4 separate regions of the Mus musculus genome follow, and regions 2, 3 and 4 are each linked to region 1. A link is a contact called in public HiCAR-type, HiChIP or PLAC-seq and promoter capture Hi-C data. All regions are on one chromosome and are shown on one strand. Each heading gives the region's core, a stretch centred on a gene start, on an enhancer-like site or on the middle of the called end of the contact. The rest is flanking DNA. Distances are from core to core; before and after follow the strand shown.

Region 1 (3,096 bases), core at 191-2,690:
GGGTGGTATAAATGACCTTTTCATAGGGGTCTCATATCAGATATCTTGCATATTTGATATTTACATAATGACTCTTAACAGTAGCAAAATTACAGTTATGAAGTAGCAACAAAAATAATTTTTATGATTGGAGGTCACCACAGCATGAGGAACTGAATCAGGTCACAGCATTAGGAAGTTTGAGAACCACTGATTTGGAGTGTATACAGCGTGTACGATGGCTTCACAGCCTGCCCGAGATACCTTGTAAGTGTGGATTACGGTTATTCAACTCAGAAGCAAGCACCTTTACTGGCTGAACCATTTTTGTTTGTGTGTCTGTCTGTTAGTTTTGTTTTTTCCAGACAGGGTTTTTATGGGTCTCCCTGGCTGTCCCAGAACTACCTCTGAAGGACATCTTACCTTGAAACTCTGGCATCTGCCTGCCCCTGCCTCCCAGTGTTGGTATAAAGGTGTGCGCCACCGTGCTGGGTTGAATGAGCCATCTTTTAGGCAAAGCCTGACCGTGTGTGCTTTTTCGAACAAACGCCTTCAGCGTCTCATGTTTTCCAGCACATCTTGTTTGCAGGGATCATCCATACAGGTAGTCGGAGAGGTCTCTGAGTCAGGGATTCAAAGTCATTCCTGGCTGGCCCCTTGGGTTTATTGCCTACAAATCTGCTCACTTGTCTTGCTCTTGAGAGTGTTGGGTGGTGAGAAAGTGTGATTGGGTGAGAAGACTGGTCACCATCTGCCCTCTGCTGGCCCGTGGTAGTATTAAGCGCACTGCCCACTCGCTAAAGTGTCTGATAGATGACTGAGCAGGTTTGCAATAGCACTGAGCGTATGAAGGTGGTCCGTTCTTAAAGGCGTTCAAGCTCGGTTGAAGCTGGGTGGTGTAACGGTGGTAGATCTCTTTGCGTGTACCACCGAGTTTTGATGTCAGTATGCAAAAACAAACAAGACTGACATTAACTGAGCAAATAAGACATTCCAACTGTGAGCATATAGGTAGTTAGACCTCGGCTAGAAAGGGGGTGTGGAGGATCAAGAAACGCTGTTCCCGGGATGGGAAATACAAGCGCCAAGCCCTCGACAAAGATATTCGTGTTCTCCGTCAAATCTTACAAGTAGCTTTCCTCTGGTATCCGTGGGAGATTCGCTCAAGGTCACAGAGGCAGGTAGTAAGGAACAGGACGTAGGTAGACGCGGTTCTAAAGTCCGTACGTCTTTCGTGCTCCTGTCGTGACAGCTGGTGTGGCCACGGGTGTGGCTGGGAACGAGTCAGAGCCCCGAAGTCTGTTGCTCCCCATAGGAAAAAGGGCGCCCTGGAGTGGGACCACGGGACGGGGGCGGGGTCTTCTCGAAGTGAAGGGTGGAGCCTGGACTGACCGGGAACAGTGAGAGCCGCACCTGGTTGGTGGAAGGAGTGGAGACCGGATCTCACCGGGTCTCAGAGAAAGCGGAAGTGCCGGGACCTGGACCCTTACCTGTGGAACCTCTGCGTACAGGTAGAGGCGGCGTTTCTGGGTCTCAGTGGTCCTCGGGAGGGAAGTTTCAACGTAGAAACCTAGCCCATAGGAAAACAAAATATGTTTTTCTTCCACTCTGTTCTATCTCATTTTCACGTCAAGGGACAGAGACCACAGGGAGCTAGGGAAAGAGTAGGGGAAGGCTGGCTTCACTTCCTGCCCCTTCCCCTGCGAGCTCCCTGGATAGCCAGGACTAGGAAGCTAGAGAGGAATGCCAGAACCTTTTAGAGAGGCTTCCCAAGACTGGCGGCGTGTCCTTGGTAATAAGAGTCCTCAGTTGCAAAGAGTGTCCCTGGCCCTTGTCTGGCCTGTCTTGCCTGTCAATGAGGGGAACTGAAGCGGCAGTTTCCCAATGCTGGGGAATTGTAACTTAGCGGTAGACCGCTTCCCTGGTATAAGGGCCCCTCCTTATACCCCTACTCTCTTTGGTGGCAGTTGGAAAGTCATCCCCACTCCATAACTCCCCCATCTCAATATCTGGGGTCCCAAGAGTCCAGAGGACCTTGGTTTGGCTTCCCTGTGGTAGAGACAAGCTAGCCCTAGAACTTTGAGGATATATCTAGCCTGGCTTGAACAAGGTACTCCACAAAGCCTGGAGTTCACCTTTCTATTTTGTAAATAGTGAGGTTCCCACTGGTCATGGTGTTGGGTGGCAGCCTACTGTGTCTAAACTGTTAACTGCAAGTAGAGACTGGCCTACTGCACAGCCCACAGCCTGAGTGAGTGTGGAAAAGTCACGATGCTGGTGTCTCTGCTAGATGTCACACACAGGCATAACACCTACTGTACAACAGGGCTGTATCCAAATTATCTCAGCGGGTACTCATCCCTGCCTGATACTATCTCCACTTAAAGAAGCTGGAACGAAGGCTCAGATAAATAGGGACTGGAGAGATGGCTCAGAGTTAAGAGCACTGGTTGCTCTTCTAGAGAACCCGGGTTCAATTCCCAGCAACCACATGGCAGCTCACATCTGTAATTCCAGTTCTGGGGTCTGACACCCTCACATAGACATAGATGCAGGCAAAGCACCAATGCACAGAAAAAAAATTAAAACAAAAATACTTAAAAAGAAAACCTCAGATAAATGAAGCATTTTGCCCTGGGAAGGGGCAAAGTATAGATTAGAACTCAGCCACTGTGGTGTTCTTACCCACAGTGCTTTGCTGCCATCAATAATCTGAGTCTCTAGTACTTAGCCTAAACAGTAGGACAGTCATGGAAGAAAAAAGTCAAAAAGGTTTCCTTAGGGGTGTTTGTGGGGTAGGGGTAGGATTTTACTTAGAGGTACCCGAAGCCCAAGAGAGTGGGAGTCTAGGTGAGATGAGTCTGACTTAAGGCCTATATTACAAGGGAAACTGAGAACCCGTGAATGAACCCGAATAATTCTGGTGACATCATCCCATGTAGCCACCTCTGCCATCCAGCTCCTTTTGCTTGGGTTAGTGACACTCCACTGGGGATGGTTTTTCTCCCAAGGAGACATTTGATTTTGTTTGCAGTGCTGTGGATTGAGCCTAGGGCCTTGCATAGGAAAGACAGGTCCTTTCCCATTGGGCTACACTCCTAGCACTCCTAGGAGGCA
Region 2 (3,096 bases), core at 364-2,863, 2.8 Mb after region 1:
AGGTAGGAGGATTGCTAAAAGTTCAAGGCCAACCTGGGCTACAACGTAAAACCATATTTCAAAAAAAGTAAAGGCCAAACTTCTTTGCCAGGAGTAACACCTTCCTACAATCCCAATAAGGAGAACTGTGAATGAAAGGCCAGCATGGGATACTCAGGGAGATCTGGTGACCTATCTCAATAAGGCAAAAATTAAACACGTACAAAAGTCCTTTGAAATCTTTAATCCAGACTGGACTGGAGGTGTAGCTGGAGGAGCTCTCAGAGATAAGCTTTGGACAAACAAGGTCCTGGGTGCAATCTTAAACACCCAGAATGACCAAAGAGATTGCCTAAAAAATAAAGGCATACAGTGGGTATCTGCATGATTTGGCTCCCTGATATTCTGTCCCCCTTTTTTGGCGTGGGATGGGAGATGGGGGTGGATAGTGGCAATTGGAGACTAAACCCACAGCCTCTAAAAACCTACCCATAAACTGTAATTTGCACCTCCCTGTTTTGAGACAGGGTCTCAAAACAAATAACAAATGATCTGCCATGGCCCTCCACAGCCTTTAATTTCGTACTCTTCTCTCATTCCACTCTGGTATCCTAACCCCCTACTGGGTAAAAACTGAATTAACAATATATGCAAGGAGTTTCTAGATATGAACACCTGGATAGGATATTTTCAAATTATGGTTTTAAACCAGGAGGAGAAAAATATACAAGATATCTTCGACATTACTTCTGCCCTGAGACATGCCATTGACATGAGCAGAGCCTGAGTCCTTGGTTCATTACATCAGCTCGGGAAGGAGAAAACAATTAGGCACTGTGGTTCAAGCTACCAAGTTCCTCTGAGGCAGATTTGTTAGATTATTCCTTAGGTTAAAGAGATCCTAAAATTAACTTCTAAAAACGTTTTACCATTGACAAGGGGAATCGGACTAATTTCTTTACTTTATCCTCACAACAGTTCTGGAGGAGAGGAATGCTAGGGTGTTTAATTCGAAAATATTTAGGCCGCGGGGCTTCTAATTAAACGCCTTTTGCTCGCGACCTGCAGCAGGGCTGACTTAAAAGCCCCGCTCCCAACCCCACTCAGTAGCGCTGGCATATGCCGAACTATGAAGAAAAATGACTACAGTGGCCCTAAATTCCCTGACGCCATCCTCTAGCCACTCAGGAACCCGCGCCGTGGAACCTCGGCGTCGCCTGGCCGCGGGAACCCTGGGTCCGGAAGGCTGGCGGGGGCGGGGCGTCGAAATTGTAAACAATGGCGGTCCGGCCTCCCGCGACCCTCCGCCCACAGCGAGAGCCAGCCGAGCCGCCGCACCCCGACTCCGGGACGACGGCTACCGGGCCTGGACCCTGGGCCTGCCCGCTCCTCTCTGTTAGCCTCAGAGAGTGGAGGGTCCGCCTCGGGCGGCCCGACACCCACCCCCTGCGCGCCTCAGGCCCCGGACGGCCGAGGCCTCGGGACTCACCCAGCTGGCGAGGGAGAAGACGCCGAGGACGGCCCCCATGGTGACGCCGGGGCCGAGACCGACCGCTCCGAGCGGATCCTAACTGCTGACTGAGGCGTCGCCTCAGAAACGCGACGGATCCTCAAGCCGGAAACAGGGCCCGCCCTTCGCAGGACGCCCAGTTTACGTCATTGGGTGGCCCCGCCCACGGAGGGGGAGAAGGCGGAGCCTAAGACTGCTGGGGTGGCAGAGGACGTAGAGGGTTCGTGGCATACAACTCCGGGCTCGCTTGGGGCGCTGGTGGTCAGAGGCAACATAAAGGTGCAGAAAGACAGCATGTTCCCTACGAACTGCACTTATCCTCGGAAGAAGCTACATCCGAATTAAATAAAGATCCTACAGACTGTTAAGTCGTGGCTGGGCAGTACTTTGTGATTATTGAGAGATGGAATGTTGGCAAACTCAGAGGCAAACAGGCTATGTTGGGCCATTCAATAATCAGTTAGCATCTGTAATCCCAGAACTAAAGAGGATGAGGCTGGAGGATCAGGAGTTCAAAACTATCCTGTGCTACATAGAGTTTCAGACGAACAAAAAAGCCACTCTTCTTACCCCACACCCTACCGGAAACTTCTCCAGCCTTGTCTCCCCTTCCCCTTTCCCCCTTCCTCTTTTCCCCTGCCCCCCTTTCCCCCTGCCCCCTCCCTCCGCGGGGGTCAGTCTGCTGGCCAGGTTCAGCTCACTACTTTCCCTGTCCTAGACTCTTCCCGATGCCTCTGGCTGTACTCGTTCTCATATCTATAATAAAAATTTTCTCCTCAGCCATACCTTGGAGCAGTCATGTCCTCATTTTGTTGGGAACAAGCAAAAGAAACTTATGCTAAGTACTACCGTTTTCGTTTTCTAAATTCAAGGTCTCAGGCCCTGGGGGAGCTGGGGACTTTACCAACAGCTCAGCAACCTCGGTTGAAAACAATTGTCTGAGTCCAGATATTTCAGGGACAACTTCCCCTCCTTGAAGGCCGGGCCAAACAAGGTCCTGCTCCGAATGCCTACCCCACTTGTCCAAATGTTTTCTTGTCTGTTAACCAGTAAAGAATATAGAAACTACTGTTATCTGAGCCAACATGCATAAGTTATAAAAACCTATAACCATTGCCTGTTATGCACTAATTGACTACATGCAGCTCGCCCACTCCTCTGTTCCCTTATCATTCTAAAATTCCGGGCCAGAGTCCAGAAGACTTGACTCCAAGAGCTGAATTAATGACCTTGAAGCCAGGTGCCCAGGATACAGCCCAGTCTCCAATAGGTACCCATAATATCAAAATACAATTAGATAATACTGAGGCTCCCCACTACCCCCTGCTTTGGGTTCCCATCCCTTAAAAATGTACAGATCCCAGCCAGGCGGTGGTGGTGCACGCCTTTAATCCCAGCACTTGGGAGGCAGGGGCAGGAGGATTTCTGAGTTTGAGGCCAGCCTGGTCTACAGAGTGAGTTCCAGGACAGCCAGGGCTACACTGAGAAACCCTGTCTCGAAAAACCAAAAAAAAAAAAAAAAAAAAAAAAAAAAAAAAAAAAAGTACAGATCCCAAACTGGCCGGCTCCCTGCATGCTTAGAAAATAAAGCTTTCAGTTTTAAGCTT
Region 3 (3,096 bases), core at 382-2,881, 2.6 Mb after region 1:
GACTAAGCAGCTTCTGAGCTCCCAGGTTCTCCAGCATGCAGACAGCTGCTACAGGACCATTCAGCCTGGTTCGTGGAAAGCGATCTAATAAAAAACCTGGGGAGACCAATTAAACAATGAGACTCAGAAAAAAATGCAGCTCCAGGCTCCTGGCAGCCATGGCATAAAGGAAAGAAAAAGTTCCACAGAAGTTCGCTTACTTTAGTAGAAGAAAAAAATAAATAAATAAAAATAAAAATAAAAATAAAAATAAAAATAAAAAAAAGACCAGCCACGTCTTCAACACTGTCTGTGAGGTGAAGTGTCCAGGACTCCGAAACAGCAAACAGTGAGGCCTGCTCTCCCAGTTACACTAACTCATAAGAGCAGGGTTCGACAAACGGGCTCACGAGACAGGGGTTCTTAGTAAAATTGGCCTACATAAGTACATTCTGTGACGTTTGCAGACATTGCCCAAGGATATATTTCTTATAACTTCTCCCACTCTTTAGGGGCCAGCAACTGTATTTTTCAACTACTATCTCGGGGTCCACTTCTCAAAGGTAAATTATGACATTAATAACATTCATATTCTGGGACTGAAGAGGTGGCTCAGCTATTAAGAACACTGGCTGTTCTTCCAGAGGACTGGTGTTCAAATCCACATGGTGTCTAACAACTGTAACTCCAATTCCAGGGGATCTGACACCTCTTCTGGCCTCCGAGGGCACTAGACATGCATCTGGCACCCAGACATATTCATGCAGACAAAAACACCCATACACATACAAATAAATAAATATCTAATAAAATATTTTCCAGGGGAAGCATGGGTATGCTTAGGTAACCTTACCTAAGTTCCAAAGAACATTTAAAATCTCCTACAGGAGAGGCACAAGGGCTGTCTACAGACTCCTACCTGGCTACATATCCTAGGGTAATGGTGTCACCTAGGATCCCACCAATGGTACCCCTCCTCACCTGGGAAAGTCATGTCTACATAGCTAAGACACATGATTCCTTTAAAGAGCTTGAGTTGCTGCTTGCAGGACTGCTGAATCACGAGCCAGTCCCGTCCTGTATGAAGCCAGCCTTGAGTTTGAATCTCAGCTCCACCAGTTAGCAGCTCTATGACCTTGAGCAAGGTCACTTCTCCTCTGAGCCTCCCTTTCTTCCTCTGTAAATCAGGCCAAAGGGGTAGACCGCTGGAAAGCCCTTAGTGCCTGTGCCTGGGCAGAGAGAAAGTGCCGATGTGGTTAACAAATTACAATTCATCCCCTTCTGCTGTTGGAAACCCTTTAGGAAGGGGAACATCAGAAAATGGAGTTTCAAATAAAGCTATCTCCAGACACTACTTGTGAAAAAGGGTTAACAGACCTCTATACTGCCATTTATCTAAACTAAGAAGTGTTTCCGCAAGATTGAGAGGCACAAATGCGTAATTATGGTGAAGTCTTTGGCAGGTGACTGACCAACTGTGAGCGCTCTGGGGGGCTTGGCCCGGGTTTCTGCAACCTTCCCTCCCTAGGGCCCTCAGGGAGGACCTCCAGCTGGGAGGAGGAGGAAAGAGCCCCGGGATCCCCTTGCCCCTCCTCCTGCACCCAGTGAGTAATGACATCGCGGGGAGGGGGAGGAGGAAGAGGGGCAGGCTCGAAGAGGCCATGTGATGCTGGGCGCCAGCGAGCCGCTGCCGAGCCGCCTCCTTCCTCCTTCCTCGGATCGCGGGCTGTCATGGCGACCCCCAACAACCTGACCCCCACCAACTGCAGCTGGTGGCCCATCTCGGCACTGGAGAGCGATGCAGCCAAGCCGGTGGAGACCCCCGACGCGCCCGAGGCATCCAGCCCCGCCCATTGGCCCAAGGAGAGCCTGGTTCTGTACCACTGGACCCAGTCCTTCAGCTCGCAGAAGGTAGAGCGGGCGCGGGGTGCGGACAGGCGACTGGGAGGGGACCGGAGAGAGAGGCAGGTAGCACCGGGGGTCCCCGGAGGGAACTGTCCTGAGGGGCCGCAGAGCCCTGCCCCAATGCCAGGAGCATCTCCTTAGGCCTCGTTTCCTCCTGGGGACACCTGAACAGAGAGACAAAGGCCGGGGACAGACCTGCCCTGCCGGCAAGCGGCCTGATGGGGCTGAGCAGAGGAAGCCTCACTTTAGGCCAGCTTTCATCCCATCCACTGTTCCAGACACTCTCGGGCCACAGCTCTGAGGCCCTCGTTCTAGCAGGGGTCTTCTTCAGTCAGGGACTTAGGAAGTCTTTCCTCCCGCCGTCACCCTTTCTCAAGAGCTGAGAAGGAAGGAGTTAACCCATCCCCTCAGAGCAGCTGGCTTGCCCATCAGATTTGTTTTGCTCTTAAAGGCACAGACCGGCTTTGGCTCCTTAGACCACTTAGAACACTCCCCTCCTTTCTAGGGTAGGGGCAGTTGAAAGTACACCTTAGTACTGTCACCGGGGTTTCCGCTTTGTAGGAGTGAGATTAGGCTCTGCGCCCAATACCTGGTGGTTCTAAGGGACTCAGTCTCCCACCCTGCCTGGGTAGCAGTCCTGTCTGTAGCCAGTGGGTTCAGCACCATGGCCAGAGCCCAGAACTCGTTCTAAGGCATAGCTGTTTGTTACCTGACTACCCCAGCTCCCCACCGCCCTGTCCCATGCCTTCATTTTACACATGGGGGCCGGCAAGTATTGCTGAAGATAAATGCTTGGGAAAACAAAGACTTGGATTTGTGTTTTGGTCCAGGTTAAGTTTTATAACCTGAAAAATGGGATAGTGATAGAGGTAATAATAGCCACCAGGAACTTGAACCCCTCAGTAGAGTTTCTGGAGGGGCTGTTTAAGGGGTGACACAACAGTACTCCAGGCTGGCTCTACTCACACCCCACTGTGCCTTGAAATCACTTCATGATCCTGGCTAAGACACAGCCTGCCAGAATCTGCCCCAGATGGCTGTTAGTCTAGAGGCCCACCTAGGTGATACTGAGAAAGTTGGGCTACCTATCACTCTTTGGTCTCCCAATTTAGAGTCCTTGAGTCTGAGATTAGCCAGGGAGAGCCCAGTGGGAGAACCATCTTCTTCGCTGGCCCACTATGAAGCTTTGGATGCCTCGGTTTACCTCTCCAA
Region 4 (3,096 bases), core at 364-2,863, 2.2 Mb before region 1:
CTGGATTATTAATGAACTGAGCGGGGAGCCTCGGGCACATGAAAGGGGACTTCAGACTTGGGGAAGTCTTCGAAGGACCCAACCAGAGGTGGGTTTTGTTGTTTTAAGACAAGGTCTCATGTGGCACAGACAGGCTGGCCTCAAATCCATAAGTATGCCTGAGAGCTGGATTTACATGTGTTTGTTACCACACCTGGTACTGGCACACATGCAGGGTACTGGTGTACACACAGGGTACTGGGGGCTGAGCCCAGAGTTTTGTGCCTGCTAGGCAAGCACTCTATCCACTGAGCTATATTTCCTTACTCAACCCACAGGGTTTTGCTCCTCCAAGAAAAGTAACTGAGTGTATTCAGCAAGTAGGAAATCAGGCAGGGTGTAGTGACCCTGCCTTTAATCCCAACATGTCTTTAATCCCAGCACTGAGGAGGTAGAGGTCACCGGATCTCTTGCTTTTAAATCCAGCATGATCCACATAGTGAGTTCTGAGCCAGTCAGGGCTGCTGAGTGAGACCCTGTCTTAAAAGAAAATAAAAAGGAAATCAGTACACTTGGTGTTGCTCCCGGCTTTACCGGTTCTATGGTTCTATCCCTGAGTGTTTCAAACAGGATTACGGGAGGATCCCTGAGACCTAAACTGTGAATCTTGTCTGCCTCCCCAGCTGCTTAGCCCTGGGTGCCTCTGGCTCTAATCTGGAGGCTGGGAAAGTGCAGGAACAAAGCCCTTTGTGGAGAAGAGAACCCCATTGTTCTAAAGTCAGCTTTCAGGGAATGCGGATTCCAGAGAATGTTTGGGATAGGGCTTTTCTCTTTGTCCACTTTCTCCCCTCTCCCTGGGGGGAGGAGCAATTTAAAGGAGCAACTTTCAAAATTAGATTAAACAGAGTTAAACCCATTGCCTTCGAGGGAAGGCACACACTGCAGGATCTTCTGCCCAGCAGCCGCCTAGGTTACATGACAGAAACCCAGGGCGTTTGGGTCTTGTTCTTAGCAGGAAACCTCAAGGAAGCAGCTGGGCCTAGATCTTCCGGGCACCTCAGCTGGTGAGAGTCATCAACCTAGGCATGACCACTTCCTTCCTCCTTCTCTTCACCTCCCCTCTTTCCAGAGCGAAAGAGTGACTGGACTCCACGTCACAGGCCATGGTCTATTGCCTTTTCTCAGGTAAAAGACCTATCTATATAGCCCCGTCCTCTAGATAAGGCCTGGCCAAGTTCCTGATGTTTGTGGAGCCTTCAGAATCAAGCTCAACGTGGGAGATTGACTTTCGGGCACTGAACTGACCCCATTCTCTGCTACTACAGGTAGGATATTATCCCTTTCTGGGCCTCACTGGGTCTATCTGTCAAATGGGAATAAAATACCACCCTGGCTTCCCCCCCTGTCTGTACTGGAGGTTAGAGGTGGGACACAGTCAAGGAGAACTATCCTGAAGCCTGACTGTGTCTCAGCTGCTTCCAAATTCCTGCAGCTCAGAAAAGGGGTCTTCATTTGGAGGGCGCTAAGATCTAGACCTTCTTGTTGCTCGGTGACAAGCCCCTTGGGGATGCGCGGGCCCACCCCTTTCCCCCGGGAGCTGAGGCTCCGCCTTAAGGGAGGAGTCAAGAGGCGGCACGGTGGCTCGCTACCCAGCCGAGCTGGCTCTGTCGCCGCACCACCAGCTGCGGCTCTGGGACCTGCGGATCGAGCCGGGGCCGGAGCCGCCCGGGGTAGGGCTCGAGAGAGCGGGTGAGTTGAGCGGCGCCGCATTCCTCTCTGCACTCTGCGGATCCGGCGGGCAGGTGTCTCGGGCCCTTCCAGTCTGGCTGGTGGAGAGGGGTGGCTCAGCCAAGGGAGGGTGGCTTAAGATAATTGGGGAGGGGGGCGGTGGCGGTGGAGTGTGCTGGAAAGGTGCAGTCTCCCACATCTCGCTATCGGATGGGGAGGCTGGTGTAGAGAGTGAATTGGCAGGGCTGCGATGGCTGGATTCTGGGGGGCGATGTGAGGTCCGTGGTCTGTCTGGGCTACTGTCTGCCAGGGTTACAAGGCTGGGTGATGAAACCACAGAACACCAGACGCCCTGGGCAAGCGGTCTACGAGCCCGGCATGGGGGCGCCGCCCCCTCGCGTGGCGGCGCTTGGTCTGGGCAGGCAGCGCGCTGAGAGCGCTGCTCCGGGGGTGGGAAAAGTCCCGGGGGCAGGCGTCCCTAAGGGCAAACCTGACCTAGTGCGGGATCTCCACCCCTAGAGAGTGTCGGTCGGTCCCGGTAGCCCCCGGCGGGGTGATTCCCCAGAAGGGATGCTCTCGGCCTCTTCGCCCGCCGCCTTGGGCGCGAGCTGCGGGTCCCGGCGCCCAGAGCGCTCCACTCCTCGCGAGTCCCGCGCATCCGTTCCCGCAGGGAGCAGCGCCCCCGAGCGCCCAAGACAGGCAGAAACGGCGCAGCCCTACCCCAGAGGTCAACTGAGGGGTCTCCCACAAGGTCACGCAGAGCACCCTGATCGCCCCGAGTGGGAGCGAGGAGCCGGAGGCTCTCCTACCCGCCTCCGTAGCGGATGCAGACTCTCTTCCTCTGCGCTCCCCTCCCAGCCCTGCCTCCAGCTTTACGGAAGATGTTGCTGATGCAGCTTCCAGCCCCGGGCGGATAATCGGGTCTAGGTGAGCTGTGACTACGGCCCTCTCTGCAACCCACTGGAGCGCCACCACTACTGGCCAGGCCTGGAAGCCTTTGCTCTCCTGGAATCAGAAGGGGGGGGGGGCAGAGATGAGGCTGCACAGAACGGAAAGCCGGTGCTTGTGCGCCCATGTGATTACACTGCTCATAAAGGGCTCCTGTTCTTGCTGTCAGAGGCGCCCACCAGCTCCTGGTTCCCGGGAGCACCAGGTGCGGCCTGTGAATCGCCCTCTGTAGAGGACCCGGAGCCCGATAGTGCCAGGCGCCGTTTCCCTCCAGGCTATCTGGGGAAGGGGCTGGCGGTCGCTCCAGGCCCTCGGGGGGTGGGGTGGGGGGACTTCTCTGTGCGCCTTATCCTGCCATTTCCTGCAGCCAGTAAGGTACCGGAGTAGAAACGGCCTCCGTGGGGAGGGAGCTTTCCTTCCAGGCTGAGCTCCGCACAGCTC

What was found. Promoter capture Hi-C pulls out the DNA fragments that hold promoters and counts their contacts. HiCAR-type assays count read pairs that join an accessible place to other places. HiChIP or PLAC-seq counts read pairs in DNA pulled down with a chosen protein or histone mark.
Region 2: a HiCAR-type map of astrocytes shows a contact between it and region 1, with 3 times the contacts expected there. The contact joins the promoter of Serinc3 here to the promoter of Lpin3 in region 1. A contact is called at or near these places in 1 of 39 promoter capture datasets (cranial neural crest) and 1 of 115 datasets of contacts at active chromatin or transcription factors (astrocytes).
Region 3: a contact with region 1 is called in a promoter capture Hi-C map of hippocampal neurons, with 5 times the contacts expected there. The contact joins the promoter of Gdap1l1 here to the promoter of Lpin3 in region 1.
Region 4: a contact with region 1 is called in an H3K4me3 HiChIP or PLAC-seq map of stem cell-derived neural progenitor cells, with 6 times the contacts expected there. The contact joins the promoter of Ppp1r16b here to the promoter of Lpin3 in region 1. A contact is called at or near these places in 1 of 39 promoter capture datasets (pre-B cells), 1 of 484 Hi-C or Micro-C datasets (B cells), 6 of 115 datasets of contacts at active chromatin or transcription factors (astrocytes, double positive thymocytes, embryonic stem cells and 3 more) and 1 of 9 other capture datasets (adipose tissue).

The regions. Positions count from the first base shown.
Region 1 is chr2:160,886,728-160,889,823 of GRCm38.p6, forward strand. It overlaps Lpin3 (lipin 3), which reads left to right and starts at 1,441. Exons shown (of 20, transcript NM_001199118.1): 1 at 1,441-1,490.
Region 2 is chr2:163,643,530-163,646,625 of GRCm38.p6, forward strand. It overlaps Serinc3 (serine incorporator 3), which reads right to left and starts at 1,614. Exons shown (of 10, transcript NM_012032.4): 1 at 1,469-1,614. The coding sequence starts at 1,507. 0610039K10Rik (RIKEN cDNA 0610039K10 gene) reads left to right here and starts at 1,321. Exons shown (of 1, transcript NR_028113.1): 1 at 1,321-2,271.
Region 3 is chr2:163,436,836-163,439,931 of GRCm38.p6, forward strand. It overlaps Gdap1l1 (ganglioside-induced differentiation-associated protein 1-like 1), which reads left to right and starts at 1,632. Exons shown (of 6, transcript NM_144891.2): 1 at 1,632-1,890. The coding sequence starts at 1,711.
Region 4 is chr2:158,665,522-158,668,617 of GRCm38.p6, forward strand. It overlaps Ppp1r16b (protein phosphatase 1, regulatory subunit 16B), which reads left to right and starts at 1,614. Exons shown (of 11, transcript NM_001159662.1): 1 at 1,614-1,728.